2 separate regions of the Mus musculus genome follow, and region 2 is linked to region 1. The links are chromatin contacts, called in public HiChIP or PLAC-seq maps. All regions are on one chromosome and are shown on one strand. The core of a region is the stretch at or near the end of the contact, and the rest is flanking DNA. Distances in the headings are between cores, read along the strand shown.

Region 1 (6,827 bases), core at 2,811-5,310:
TCCAGGATCCCGTCCTGCTTGAGTTCCTGTCCTGACTACTTTTGATGATGAACTGTTACACAGAACTGTGAGTGAAATAAACCCTTCCCTCTCCAAGTTGCTTTTCCTCATGGCGTTTCATCACAGCAATAGTGACCTTAAGGCACACGGGAAGAAAAAGGTAGAGAAAGTAGGCTTGCTTTCAGAAGGACAACATGAAGTCTACATAGAAAATGGAGTTTGGAGGAGTGAGGCAGGGCCTAGAGAACTGTGGCTTCTGCAGGCAGGAGGAAGTCAGAGGGGAACCAGTGAAAGGAGACACCTATGCTGGGGAGACTGGTACACACAGGTGATGGGAGGTGCCCATCTTCTCTCCCACACCAAGAATGAAGGGTGGGAGGGAGAGGAGCTGGACTTGACTGCTTTTCTAGGAGCACTGGCTAACCAGTGTGCGTGGGCTGTCTGTGGAACTGTGAGCCTGCAGCCAACAGAGCTTGGGTCTGGGAGGCACTGGGCATTCAGCTTTGACTACCATTCCTATCCAGACACCTGGCCCATGCTGGGAGTGTATGCTAAGCACCAAAAGGCCCTGGGAGACAGTTCCTTTTCCTCTTCTAACTATAGGAAAGCCAATTGTGGAAAGAGATAGCCAGTAAGGTCAAGACCTTCAGCGTGTATGTGTGCATTTGTGCTTGCGCGCATGCATTGTGTCTGTGTGCGCATGCGCACAGGTATTGTCTGCAATCACCGAATCCTTCCTTCCCCATCCCTCTTGACAGTATGGGAGCCATATCAGTCCTTAATCTAAGCCATTCTCCAGCATGCTGCTTCACAAGAACATTGACACATGCTGGCTACCGGGTGAGACTCCATTTACAAACTCAGAAAATGGAAACAGAGCGAACTTTCTGGAAGTTACAGGGGTAGAAAATGGAAAAAAAACAAAAAACAAAAACAAACAACAACAACAACCAGGATCAGAATCCAGAATTCACGTGTTCACGTGTTTAACATAATAGACATCCTAATAACGATTTTCCACTTCCTGGAAGCATGCCAGGACACTTTCTGGTGAGGTGAGGGGGTCCCATCCTCTGAAGAGCTCTCTGTGGGGGGTTGTGAATGGGGAGGCCTGGTGCCCGGTTCAGGGCACAGAACAGTTTGGGGTACTCTCCTTACTGCGTGCCAGGTAGAGCCAGCGGTGAGCTCCGACTTCTCCATCAGGACCACATCTCTCATCCCAGCCTTGGCCAGATGATAAGCCAGGCTCACGCCCACACAGCCGCCTCCAATGATCACAGTCTCTGCTCTGTCCTTCCATTCTGGGGGTGAGGCTGGGCTTTCCTGTCTGGAAGACGGTGTTTTTAACAGTGGTGACTCACTCAGAGATACCAGGTCCAGTTTGGGTCTGATTCCCTCCCCTGCCAGTCTCTGGAACGCCACAACCACAGGCTACAATTTGCACATAGAAACCTGGGGCGTCTGACCTCTGACTGGATGACCCACACTGATTGTAGCTAAGGAAATGAGCAGTAGCAGTGGCTGCAGCGGCTTCTTCTCGATCTAGGCATTGTTTTTTCTCATTTATAAAACACATTCTGGGGCTGCGACTGCAGCTCAACTGGCAAAGAGGGCCTGAATTTAACGCCAAGAATCCATGCAAACCAAGCTGGACACTGTAGCTCCTGTCTGTAATCACAGTGTTGGGATAGCCGAGACAAGGGGATCCTAGGACTTGCTGGCCAGCCCTCCTTTTCTGCCAGTCACCAATCTCTTCATTTCATTGGTGTCTAACATAGAAAGTCACAGTACAAATTAATAGAATTCTGGGAAGATTCTCCATCACATAGTCAGTGACACCAAATCTAAAAGCTGTCATTTTAAGGATAAGGTTTTTTGTTGTTGGTTAGTTTTTCAAGACAGGGTCTCTCTGGGTAGCTTTGGCTGTCCTAAAATTTGCTCTGTAGGCCAGGCTGGACCTCAGGGAGACCCACCTGCCTGTGCTTCCTAAGTGCTGAGATTGAAGGCGTGCACACCACTGCATGTTTAAAAATAAGTTTTAAGGTGGAACCTTCCCTGGAATTGACATGCTGTGTCTGTCTTATTTCTCCTTATTTGGGAAAACATGATATGTTTATCTGACAAACGTTAAGTTGTTGAGTATCTTGATGTCTAAATTCTAATCTGCAGTCATAATTTGTCAGACAAGAAACTCACATGTTCTGCACAGGTTTAACAACATGGGGTGTGACTGTGTATTCAGACACACTGGCCAAAAAGTTGTAAGGAAGAACTCTTAGAATGATCTCATTTTCATTTTGGTTTTTGAGACAGGGTCACTCTGTATCTTATGTAGCCTAGGATGGCCTTGAGGTTGACGTTGTTCCCCTCAGTCTCCAGAATTCTGGGCTTTTAGGATTTTGCCACTACAGCCAGCTTGTCTTACAGTTCTTAGAAATGTCATCTTCCGCCGGGCGTGGTGGCGCACACCTTTAATCCCAGCACTCTGGAGGCAGAGGCAGGTGGATTTCTGAGTTCAAGGCCAGCCTGGTCTACAAAGTGAGTTCCAGGACAGCCAGGGCTGTACAGAGAAACCCTGTCTCGAAAAAAAAAAAAAAAAAAAAGAAATGTCATCTGCGATTACTCTCAATATTTCAGAATATATGCAAATGCCATATGTATATAAGCACTGTCTAGTCAGTTTTATACAAATTAACCCAAGATGCACGCTCTCTATTTCCTTCTGTATCAGATGCAGTGTCCTAATTGTGATGCTTTATAGCTTACAAATCGCTCTTGTGCACTACCTCGCTTGCGTTTGCAGCGCTCCTGTGAGACTGGCCAACATCCTGTATTTGTTGAGAGAAACTGTACTCAACAGGCAGCAGGCAGCTGCTGAGTCCTAAGGGAGCCAGAACTGCAGTTCTGTGGGCCTTGTGTTCCCAGTACCTGGAATAAGCCCACCCACTCACCATAAGCACTATGTCAAAAATCTGCAGTGAAACTGGATTGCAACTCAAAAACTGTTCTTGCAGACCACAGAACGTAAAATGCAGACTGAGTCAGCTCACAATAGTGTTTGTTGAGTTACTCTATGAACAGAAACCTCACCTTGCCACCATGGATGACGTCAGGAATAACGTCAGGACAGGAACTTCAAAGATGCATACAGACAGACACTAAAGGAAAATATCTTCTCACAGGAATGCAATTTGACAATCCTACTCTAGATGCCCAGGAAGACATGGAAAACAAGCACCCACCGCAGGGGCATTCAAATTTCACAGGAACCTTGCTGTCTTTTACTTTCAAATAACCTAACCGTTTCCCTAACAATTTTCTTTTTTTTTAAATTGAAAACAAAAAGAAAAGAAAAAGAAAAAAATGATTTAAAACGAAAACAGACTCCCATATTGTCCAAACATATTTGCATTAAGAATGTCTGATTCACGTTCTCAGCGGTAACAACCAACCAGAAGCAGTCTAAATATTAATGAGTAGACTGCTTCATTATAATATAAAGTATTGATAAAATGAAAAACTATGCAGCCATTAAAAAGAATAAGGCAAATCGATACACCCTGGTATAGAATAATCTCGAGGACATATTAATCATTAAATACAAAACAATGATAACCACCACCAAGACACAGATGCACCAGAGACAAGAAACAGCAGACTCTCCCAGACCTGCACACACTGCCCGCTGGTGACAGGCCAGGGGGCTGGAGTCGGAGAGACAGTTTTACCTGGTAGTTAGCAGGTAATTCCAGGAGAACCCCAGCCCATTCCTGGGAGCCAGAAAGCCTGCCCTGCTCCTCTTCCCACCCGGCAGCCATCGGGTACTCACCCTTCCCGGAGGCCAGCGGAGCTTGGGCGCCTGGGGGAGCCCCGCAGCGCGAGGCCCCGCAGCCGCAGCGCGCCCGGGCGGAGCATGGCGAGGTGGCAGTGGAGCATGGACAGATCCCGGCCTTAGGAGGGAGGTAGAGAGGGTGGAGGTGGGGTGGGGGTTGGGGGAGGGGATGGGTCATCCCACGGAGGGGCGGGCTCCAGCAGCGCAGCGCCTCCAGGACCGGTGCCACCGGGACCCGCGCCTGTACAGCGGCGGCGACATGGCACCAGCTGGAAGCACTCGAGCCAAGAAGGTGAGTGTCAGTCAAGTCGCTTTCTTCCTTTCTTCGAGGAGTTCGAATCCTGCTTCAGCTACTAAACAAAACCTAAGGTCTTAACTTAGCTCAGCAAGGGGGCTGGGCGGTCCAGAGCCTCAGTTTAGATCGCGTGTGGATTAGCATTCCTGGAGCCCTCACCCAGCTCAGAATTTCTGCGTTCCCTGGTATCCCCAGTTAGCGGGTGAAGAAACTGAGGCCCAGGAGAGTCAGGCGACCTGCTCAGAGTCAGTGTTCACAGAAGAGGGATCCTTTTTCTTGCTTAAGGGCACGCAGGCAGCATCCCCAGGGGGTTCGTCTGCCGGTGTTCCTGTCAGTTTCCATGAGTTTGTAAGTGCATCAACCTCCACCTGCGGCTTCACACCTGCCGGGGAAGCAAGGCTACCATGCAGTTCGCAGGGGTGGGTGTGGGGGTCCACTCTGTTGCCTTCAGCAGACACGCGCACTGGCTCTTCCCCATGGCAGCTTCCCACAGCTTTGAGGACTTCTTGTGGCAGCAAGGGACAGTCAAACAACTAGAAAGGTGTGAACTAGGAAAAGGGGCCTCCCAGGACCCCCCACCCCCAACAGCCCACCTGAACACATAATTCAGAGGCCTGGGGTACTGTTGCTTTCTGAATGCTGAGAAACTGGGAACAGAGGTGGCATAGGATAGTGATCTTAGTAAAGCCCAGGGTTCAATCTCTTGCTAAGTTGTTAGTCAGCCATTAACAGCTCCAAGTGAGAGAGGACTGAGAGGTCTCAGATCCACCCTAACTGTGCGACAGTAATTGCCCACACACAGATGGAGAACCAGTCAGGGTCGGAAGAAGAGATGCTCTCTAGTGATAGAAGCTAAAGTGTAGAAAGTGAAATTAATAAAAAGACTTTCTTCTTCTAAATGTGAAGAACACTACTGCTTCCTTCATCTGAGATTCTGTATGGTCATTTTTTTTATAATTCACTTTTAAAAATTAATTTTATTAAATTTATGTGTGCATTTATGTATTGTGTATCTGTATGGGTATGTGCACACTATGATGTGCCTGTAGAGGTCAAAGAACAATCTGCAGATGTAGGTTTGCCTCTTCTAACAAATGGGACCCAGGGATTAAATTCTACTGGGGACTGAACTCAGTTGTAGTATTTGACAGCCCATACCTTTACTCAATAAATCATCTAGTGACCCCTATAATTCACTTTTTAATTTTAATTTTTACAAGAGATTTTTACTGTTCAGACAGGGTCTTACTCTGTAGCCCTGCGTTGAACTCTCTCTATAGCAGGCCAGACACAAACTCAAAGAGATCCACCTGCATCTGCCTCCCAAGGGCTGGGATTGAAGGCTGCACCGCCACTCCTGGATAAGTCACTTTTTATGGGGCCAGTGTAATGATATACACCTTTAATCTCAGCATTCAGGCAGCAGAGGCAGATAGGTCTCTGAGTTTGAGGCTAACCTGGTTTATATCAGGCTACACAGGGCTATTTAGTGAGACCCTGTCTCAAACAAAGAAACAAAAAGTCCAAAGAAAGGTTTTGAAAGCATTCTGTCCCTGTTCCTCTGGGGACTCTGCTCCTGAAAGAGCACAATTATCACATGGTGGCCCTGTTAATGTGTACCTGGAAGAGAAGGAGGGTTCTGTCTCTCCTCAGCTGACAGGTCACCAGTGACTTTGACTGCTGTTGTGCAATTGGACAGCTGATGCCCACACCCCATTCCTCAAACCATGGACGCTGCCCTGCCAGAGAAGCCGGGCAGATGGCAGATGGCGGCTGATGTTCTAGGCCGACTGACTCTGTAACTGCCTCCCTTGGGGCAAATGGCCTCCCTGAGGATCAACAGCCTCACCCTGAGTGCAGATGGTAAATCCAGAGGTGTTGTCCAGGTTGATATAGTCAGAAGGGAGGTGTACGAAACCCCAGGCCCTCACTCTCCGCTCAATAGGTGTACTGCCCAAACTGGAAATGAATGAGAAGACAGGACTGCCACAGGGAATTCACCACCTCTCTACTTGACTCTCCCTGTCAAGAAGGGCCCTAAGCTAGAACACTAGAGTAACCGTTTTCCCCTCAAGGACTGTTATGTGCACTCTTAAATCTGATTCTCAAACTGATGAAAATGTGGGCCACACATGACTGCTGTGGCTACTGTAGGTGTCTTGAAAACCGCAGCACCAGTTGGCTCCACCTGACATCACATGTAGCTAAGGATACCATAGCTACAGGATGGCCCTGTACCTGGGTGTCATAACGACATTCCAGTCAGAAGGGAAAAGGGAAACAAGATGGCTTCCACTTGACTCACTGGCCAGCAGTGTGACGAGGCCATGCGGAACAGCCAGGGAGCTTGTGAGTTTGGGGGTTTAAATTGAAGATATTGTACCCCCAAACCCTAATACATTGTCAGAGAAAAGCAGACATGAAAAACTAACATGACTGTCAAGTTAATCAGCCCTTTCAGTAGAGTTTGACCCAGAAAGTGTTAGTTGAGAAAAACAGTTCCCATAGTTCCTTGGTTGCACAAGACAGGTATTTTGATTGCCCAGAAACCATGCTATAATGTCTTCTGAAACACTCTTAGATATAATTTCAGCAGAAAAACAAGGCTGCCATTCTTAAAGTTTGAAATGACGTTAAAAGAAAAGGTGGGTTGTGGAGAGAGCCTGTGAGTCTCTGTTCTCTTCCCCAGGGCATCTTGGA
Region 2 (6,827 bases), core at 2,486-4,985, 45 kb before region 1:
GGTTTTGGTAATTACTGTCCTTTTAAATCTTATAGAACACCGTCCAACAGGCTTTGAAAGGGACATCTTTCTGTACGTTAAATGTCTGAGTAACAGTTTTGGCTCATAGGCACAGGACTTGACTTCTCAAGTTATATAGCTTAGGTTACAGTATTTATTTCCAGGAAGCTGTCTCTCATCATAGATTGCAAAGCTATGACAAAGTTGTGACACCACCAGCAGGGTGTCACAACTGTCAATCGAATCTAGTCTCTTGTCTGAGAAATTAGCAGTATCTTCTCTCCTGTGAGGTTGATAGCAACCATCTGACTTCATCCCATGGTGGAAAAGACCCAGCCTAGGTAGGTAGGTAGGGCCAAGTCCTTGGGCTCTCTATTTATCCAACACAGTCATCAAGAACTAACTCTTTGACACCTGAATAAGAACCAACAATTCAGCATCCAAAAACATGTCCTCAGTCAAAATTAGCATCTTTTAAACAATTTGCTTTGGAGCTCAGTTTCGGTTATTTGATTATATCATTTAAAAGATCTAATAAATTCACATGTGCACCTGCTGATCGTCATAAAGAACATCTTAAAGCATCCATTTCCGTATGAAGACATCACTCACTGAGACCTCCTTCCCACAGTAATATCCAGAACACAGAAGCCGAAGAACCGATCCCTCCTGGGGCCGGCAGCAGAGAGCTAGGTGCTTGGAGGAGTCAGACATTTTTATCTTTATTTTAAACAGTCAAATTCAGACTTCTGTCACCACAAGGAGCAATCTGCTGCTAGGAGCTGCTCAAATTCCAAGCACCTGCTTTCCCTCATCTAGAGACAGATGGCACATCATAAAAATAAAAGCCAGGGAAAATGCACAGGAAAGATGGATTCCTTTAAGAATTCTTTAAATGGGGTCCTTGCCCCCCGAAGTCAAGCACAACAAGTACACACATTTCCTGTTAATACTTCAGCTGGGAATTTGGGAGCTGATGCCAAGCATTAAAAAAGTTCCCATAGCCCGATTTATAGACACAAGCTCACATATTCCCACGGGAGAGGAAACCAGCCTAGAGCTCAGAAACATGGCGGTGTATTTGGAGAATCCTAACCAGTAGCCTGACAGCAGCTGTTCCTCCTAACCTTGCCACCATCACCTACTTAGGCAAGTCCTTTTACATTCTTTCATGTGACTCTGAAGCTCTGAAGCACTGCTCAGTGGCATGACCTTATTTCCATGTGTAGGGCTGGCTCCAACGGGCAGGGCCACAAAGAAATGGCCTCCAATGATATAAGTTTCCACAGTAGTTATGCAGCACCGGTGGGGTTTCTCGACTCTTAGGAACCCCCGTAGGGTTTATTAAAACACAGCTTTGTTGTCCAGGCTCCCCGAAATTCTGCTTTTAGTGAGTCTAGGGTTGGACCTGAGAATTGACATTTCTAACAAGTTTACAGATGAGACTGAGCCTGGTGGGCTGAGGACCACTGATGTAGAGTGTCCCTTTGGCATATCGATGTGAATAATAGTTCTCTGGACCTGTGTTGGCCTCCTCAGTAAATACACACTTGGTACTGGGCACGTTGGAAACACATCTTGTGTTTACATTTAGATGTTATCATTAGACGCAAAACTGAATCATAAACCCCTGCTTAACCCAATGTGGCGAGGCTCTTCTATCCTTTAAGCATCCAGGGAAAGTCAATGTCCTTACTGCTTGCTTAGCTGACGCGCAACCTCACCAGCCACCAGGGGTGGCTGATACACACACAACATACATGCAGCACAATTTCTATAAAGATGCCTGTTGAAATCTGTTAATCATCTTGTGATTTTTACTAACTTTCACCTTGGGTTTTAGTCTTCTTTTAACTATTTTTAAAAAATTTTATGTGCATCGGTGCTTTGCCTGCATGCATGTCTGTGTGAGGGTGTGGGATGCCCTGGAACTGGGATTACAGATAATTGTGAGGTGCCACGTGGGTGCTGGGACTTGAACCCAGGTTCTCTGAAAAATGCAGTCAGTGCTTTTAACCACTGAGCCATCTCTCCAGCGCCTTGGGTTTTAAGTCTTAACCCTTAAAGAAGTTGAGTTCTGCTGCCTTACGTCTCCAGGCTCTTCCACAGTGAAGCTGATCAAATTACGGCGGATAATTCACACGGAGCATCAAGCCATGTTTAGTATTTATATTCAACTCGTTTCTTCTGTAGTCACACTTGGCTAAGTTTTAAAGAAAGCGTGGCTCTGTCGTAAAACACTGCCATCACCTTCACATTCATTTCATACACCCTGGGGAACGTAAACATACCTTATTCAGCTTCACGAAATATTCCAGCCCAGCTTCCAAGGGGTTTGTGTCACAGTTCATCTGGAAGGGAAACAGGTTTTGAATCCCAGGTGAGCCTGCTAATTTGGTTCACTGAAGAACTGCGCTGTCCTTAAAAGGACTTCAGAGAGATCTGCCTGCCTCTTCCTCCAGGTAGGGGATTAAAGGAGTTCACCACCACTCCCAGCAAGTACAGGGCGAGGGGAGATGAAGAGATTACTAAAACAGAAACAAACCCATTACCTTCACTCAGCAAATACTGGCAAACACTGGCTCCCACCTTGAGCTGATGCATAACAATGATAGAAACAGAGACATCACTTTCTTATATTAGTCTCCCCAGAATTAAGGACACTGGATGGTTTTTGAGTAAAGATTCTTTAAAAGACCAATTATGGACTAGTCTCTGAAGCAGTATTTTCCATTCAAATGAAGCCTTTGGCAAATGCTGTTATTTTTAAATATGGCAAACACAGAGACTGAACATTGGGTTGGTTTCCACTGCTCTTTTATTTTAAAGGTGTTAATGAATTTATCTGTTTTCATTGCGTGTACATGTATGTGTTCATGTCTGCGTGTGGGTGTGTGCAGGTGTGCTCTCCCAGAACTGAAGTAACGGGGCTGCCCATCGAGGATGCTGGGAACTGACCTCTGCTTCTCTGCAGGAGAAGCACACACAGTGCTCTTAACCACTGAGCCATCTCTCTGGCCTCCGATCTTTTACCTTAATAAATATTTGAAGGCTAGTACATGGTGTTTCACAAACAAGAATCTCATGTATGTTATGTAATAATTTTAATTACATAATTGTGTTTTTAAAAAAGTAACAAGTAACTTTGCTTAGCTTGCATTTAGCCATGAATGGGGGTAAAGAGGGGAAAGCAGGTGACAGAACACTGGCTTTTGCAGAGTTCTAGAAAGAAAACGGGAAGGGAGGATTAAAGCTCAGAACTAGCTGACTCGAGATAGGATGCATCAATTCAGGGGAAATCCAATATTTAGTTCTAAACCTGAATGAAGTTAGGGGGTTTTTATCACTGTTTTGTTTTTAAGGGGTTTTTGAAGATTCTAATTTATACGATGAGAACTGAGGGGAAATGAAAGAGATGAACTCAGGAGGAACTGCTAAATGTATAGAAATGGGAACAGAATACCTCGATGTACTCAGTTAAGTGTTAATGAGCAGAGGACCTTTCTGGAAGTCGGGTTTTTTGTTGTTCATTTCTTTATGGGAATGAGAACTGCCTGCTCTAACCTCCCAAAGAGTCGACATAAACTAGATAAACGTAAGACTACTTTACACCACATAAAAGTGTTCTCATATTTCCTAAATTAGTTTGAGTTACTCTGAAATTATTTTTCAGTCTGCCAAAATTAGAGATTTTTTTTTTCAGGGAAACAGAGCGACTTCGCCGATGTTTCTGCACTAGAGGGCGCTCTGGCACTGTTGGGAAAGAGGACCCTAAAATGGAGCCCAGGGAGAGGAAGCAGAAGGAAAAACAAAAAAACCAAAAACATCAGAAAAATTGAGGCTAGAATACAGCGATGTTTAACTCTCAAGGGGTGGCTTCTCTGTCCTTTTTCCTGAGCATGGGGACAAATTTGTTTTGTTTTCTGAGGGCAGCTGGCCTTGCCTGAGTCCTGGCTGTAAACTTGAGTTCGCTGCAGCAGGCAGGACCGGCTTCCTGCAAGCTTGCATCAATGAGAAGGCCCAAGGGTAAGTACCTGAGCTCTCAGGTTAACCTAGAAATTAACTGTATAGTGTGTTTGTTCGGCTCATTACTAACCATCTCTACGTCTGCGCTGATTCTTTAGGATAAATACTCCATTTTATAAGAGAGCAGGCCAGCCAGCCAAGAGTTAAGTAAAGGATAGATTTAAACCCCAGAGTCCCCACTCGGAAGCTCATGTTTACAATGGCCCCTAAAACGTCAGTTCTCTGTAAAAGTTAGGGTTTTGTTTCTCCCACAAGGTAAATAGGACCCTGGTCACAGGAATCTGGATGTTGGGGGCTCAATGAACCCAGTGAATGTATGCAAAATAAGAGTCGTGGTAAAGCTAAGTCATAGAACAAGGGCTTCTGGGAACGCGCATAGGGGCTTTATCTTGATGACAACAGTCAATGTGGGAAGACCCTTCATAATTGTGGACACCACATTCCCTGGGCAGGGGATCCTGGGTAAAGTGCAGGAAGCCAGTTAGCAGCTGTCCAGGGGCTTGCAATCATTTTAGACTATGGATGTGACATGACCAGTTCTCTCAAGCCACTGTCACTGTGACTTCCCCACTCTGAAGGACTGTAACCTGGACCTGTGAACTGAAAGAAACCCTTTCTCCCTGAATTCGCTTCTGTCAGGGTATTTTTTTCCCCCACAGAAACAGGAAGGAAACTAAGACAGAAGCAAAGCAGAATCAATGCATATAAAAATGTTGTGTAAGTGGTTAACAATTGTACACAGAGAAGCTCTTGATTCCCACTGGTGGGGAAGACTAGACCCACACACACGGGACCACTGTCCCTGTCCCTCAAAAGAAAAGGACATTAGTTCGCCTAAGGATGATTGTGAGAGGGAAATGAAACGTAACAGAGGGAAAGCAAGGATGTGAGAGGTGATACTCAGATCCTCTGGCGTGTGCCTGCCAGAAAATGTCTGGGGTTCACCACTAAGCAGGGGGAATTAAGGCAGAATAAACGTTACCCCCAAACCCAGTCAGTGCTCATCTGGAAAGCAGAGAGGCAGGGGAGTTCTTTCCCTACTCAAAGTCATTTAATGGCATTTGATTTCTCTTCTAGCTGGAACTGATAGTAGTAATGCTATGAAAACTAGTCTCCCAACATTAGATACAGTAAGGTAAGCATCCGTTAGTGAGGATGCTAGCATGCAAACCTCGGAGCCCCAGGCTCGGAAAGCCTTCTCCAGTCTCAAAGCGTTCAGGGCGTAAGTTCCAAAGTCGCCGATGCCCTCCTCCTGGCCGGCACTCATGATGCGCTCATAAAGCGTCGCAGAATCTTCTCGTCTGTGGTACAGCTCCCAGCCCAGCTCACCTGAAATGCACAGGCAGGGCCCACACAGGCATGAGAGTGGTGCTGGCAGGGCCTGCGCTCACATCCATTAACTAACACGTGTAGGAGAAAACCCCACCAGCACAAAGCAACCTTTGGTGGTCTTTAAAAGAACAGCTCACAAGGAGCAGTCAGTTCAGTGACCATTTGTGTGTAAGCCTGACTCCTGCACAGAGAGACTCCTGCACAGAGAGCAGTCAGATTCACTTTTTAGCCCGGACCCTGGCCCCATACGAGCCTCCAAAGTTTCCAGGGCAACGGTAGTAAACAACTAACACATGTTTTCACAGGGTTCGTCTGGGTATGGGAGGGCATCTGTGATCCCGACACTCAGAAAGCTGAGAGAGGTTTGTGAGCCCAGGGCCAGCCTTGGCTACTGAGACACTGTTTAAAAATAAAACACAACAAAATAACAACTTTAAAGAGGGTGAGGAGCAAGTTCAGACAGTACTTATCATGTGGGTAAGCACGAAGATCCAAGTTTGCCCGGAATTCACATTTTTAAAAAGCACACGCTGGAGGTCTGGGGCCGGGTAGGGTGCCCACAATGGCTCAATGGGTAAAGCCAGGGGCCCTCATCCGTGCAGCAGTTCTCAACCTGTGGGTTACGTCCCCTTGGGGGGGGGGGGGTGTCTAACAAATCCTATCATGGGGTTACTAGAAAACACAGATATTTACACTCCATAACACTGGCAAAATTAGAGCTATGACATAGCAATATGCAATGATTTTATGAAATAATTTTATGGTTGGGGGCCACCACAACTGAGGAGCTGTACTAAAGGGTTGCAGCATCAGGAAGAGTGAGAGTTCTAGTGGAAAGCTTGGTGTAGTCACGATGGGCTGGAAGTCACACTATCTGTGAGTGTTCCCATATATCACGCCACTGTGGCCTTCCATTTATTCTAATGACCATCTTTTGTTCCTTTCTCATCTACACTTCCAAAGAGAAGCGACTAGAAACCAGTGGAAGCTCCATAAAGAGTAGGCATGGCCAACAGACTTCTTGTCTTAGAGTTGGGCAGAAGAAATCTTTCTTCAGAATCAGAGAAAGTTAGACAGAGGGGTGGAGGGAGACTGAGTGTGCATGAGTGTGTGTGAGTGAGCATATGAGTGTGAGTATGTGTAAGAATGTATTGTGACTGTGAGGGTGTATGTGTGTGTGTGTGTGTGTGTGTGTGTGAAAGAGAGAGAGAGAGGATGCACTATGAGGGTATGACTATGTGGGGTTATGTGTGAGTGTGTGTGTGTGTGTGTATGTGTATGTGTGTGTGTGTGAGTATGTGTGAGCATGTACAGTGAGGGTGTGACTGTGTAGTTGTGCGTGTGTGTGAGTGTGGTTATGTACGAATGTGTATAAAATGCACTGTGAGGGTGTGACAGTGTATGACAGTATGCAGTATGTGTAAATGTGTGTGTATGTATATGTGTGTGATTGTGTGTGAGATATACTG

What was found. HiChIP or PLAC-seq counts read pairs in DNA pulled down with a chosen protein or histone mark.
Region 2: an H3K27ac HiChIP or PLAC-seq map of hepatocytes shows a contact between it and region 1, with 4 times the contacts expected there. The contact joins the promoter of AW495222 here to the promoter of Bhmt2 in region 1. A contact is called at or near these places in 5 of 39 promoter capture datasets (embryonic stem cells, hippocampal neurons, liver and 1 more), 6 of 484 Hi-C or Micro-C datasets (embryonic stem cells and liver), 3 of 115 datasets of contacts at active chromatin or transcription factors (embryonic stem cells, hepatocytes and kidney) and 4 of 9 other capture datasets (adipose tissue, embryonic stem cells, liver and 1 more).

What each region holds. Positions count from the first base shown.
Region 1 is chr13:93,671,535-93,678,361 of GRCm38.p6, reverse strand. It overlaps Bhmt2 (betaine-homocysteine methyltransferase 2), which reads left to right and starts at 4,060. Exons shown (of 8, transcript NM_022884.2): 1 at 4,060-4,124; 2 at 6,817-6,827. The coding sequence starts at 4,092. Dmgdh (dimethylglycine dehydrogenase precursor) reads right to left here and starts at 3,926. Exons shown (of 16, transcript NM_028772.3): 1 at 3,830-3,926; 2 at 1,159-1,327. The coding sequence starts at 3,915.
Region 2 is chr13:93,716,083-93,722,909 of GRCm38.p6, reverse strand. AW495222 (expressed sequence AW495222) reads left to right here and starts at 3,735. Exons shown (of 3, transcript NR_045086.2): 1 at 3,735-4,026. It overlaps Dmgdh (dimethylglycine dehydrogenase precursor), which reads right to left. Exons shown (of 16, transcript NM_028772.3): 13 at 5,198-5,355; 14 at 2,292-2,351.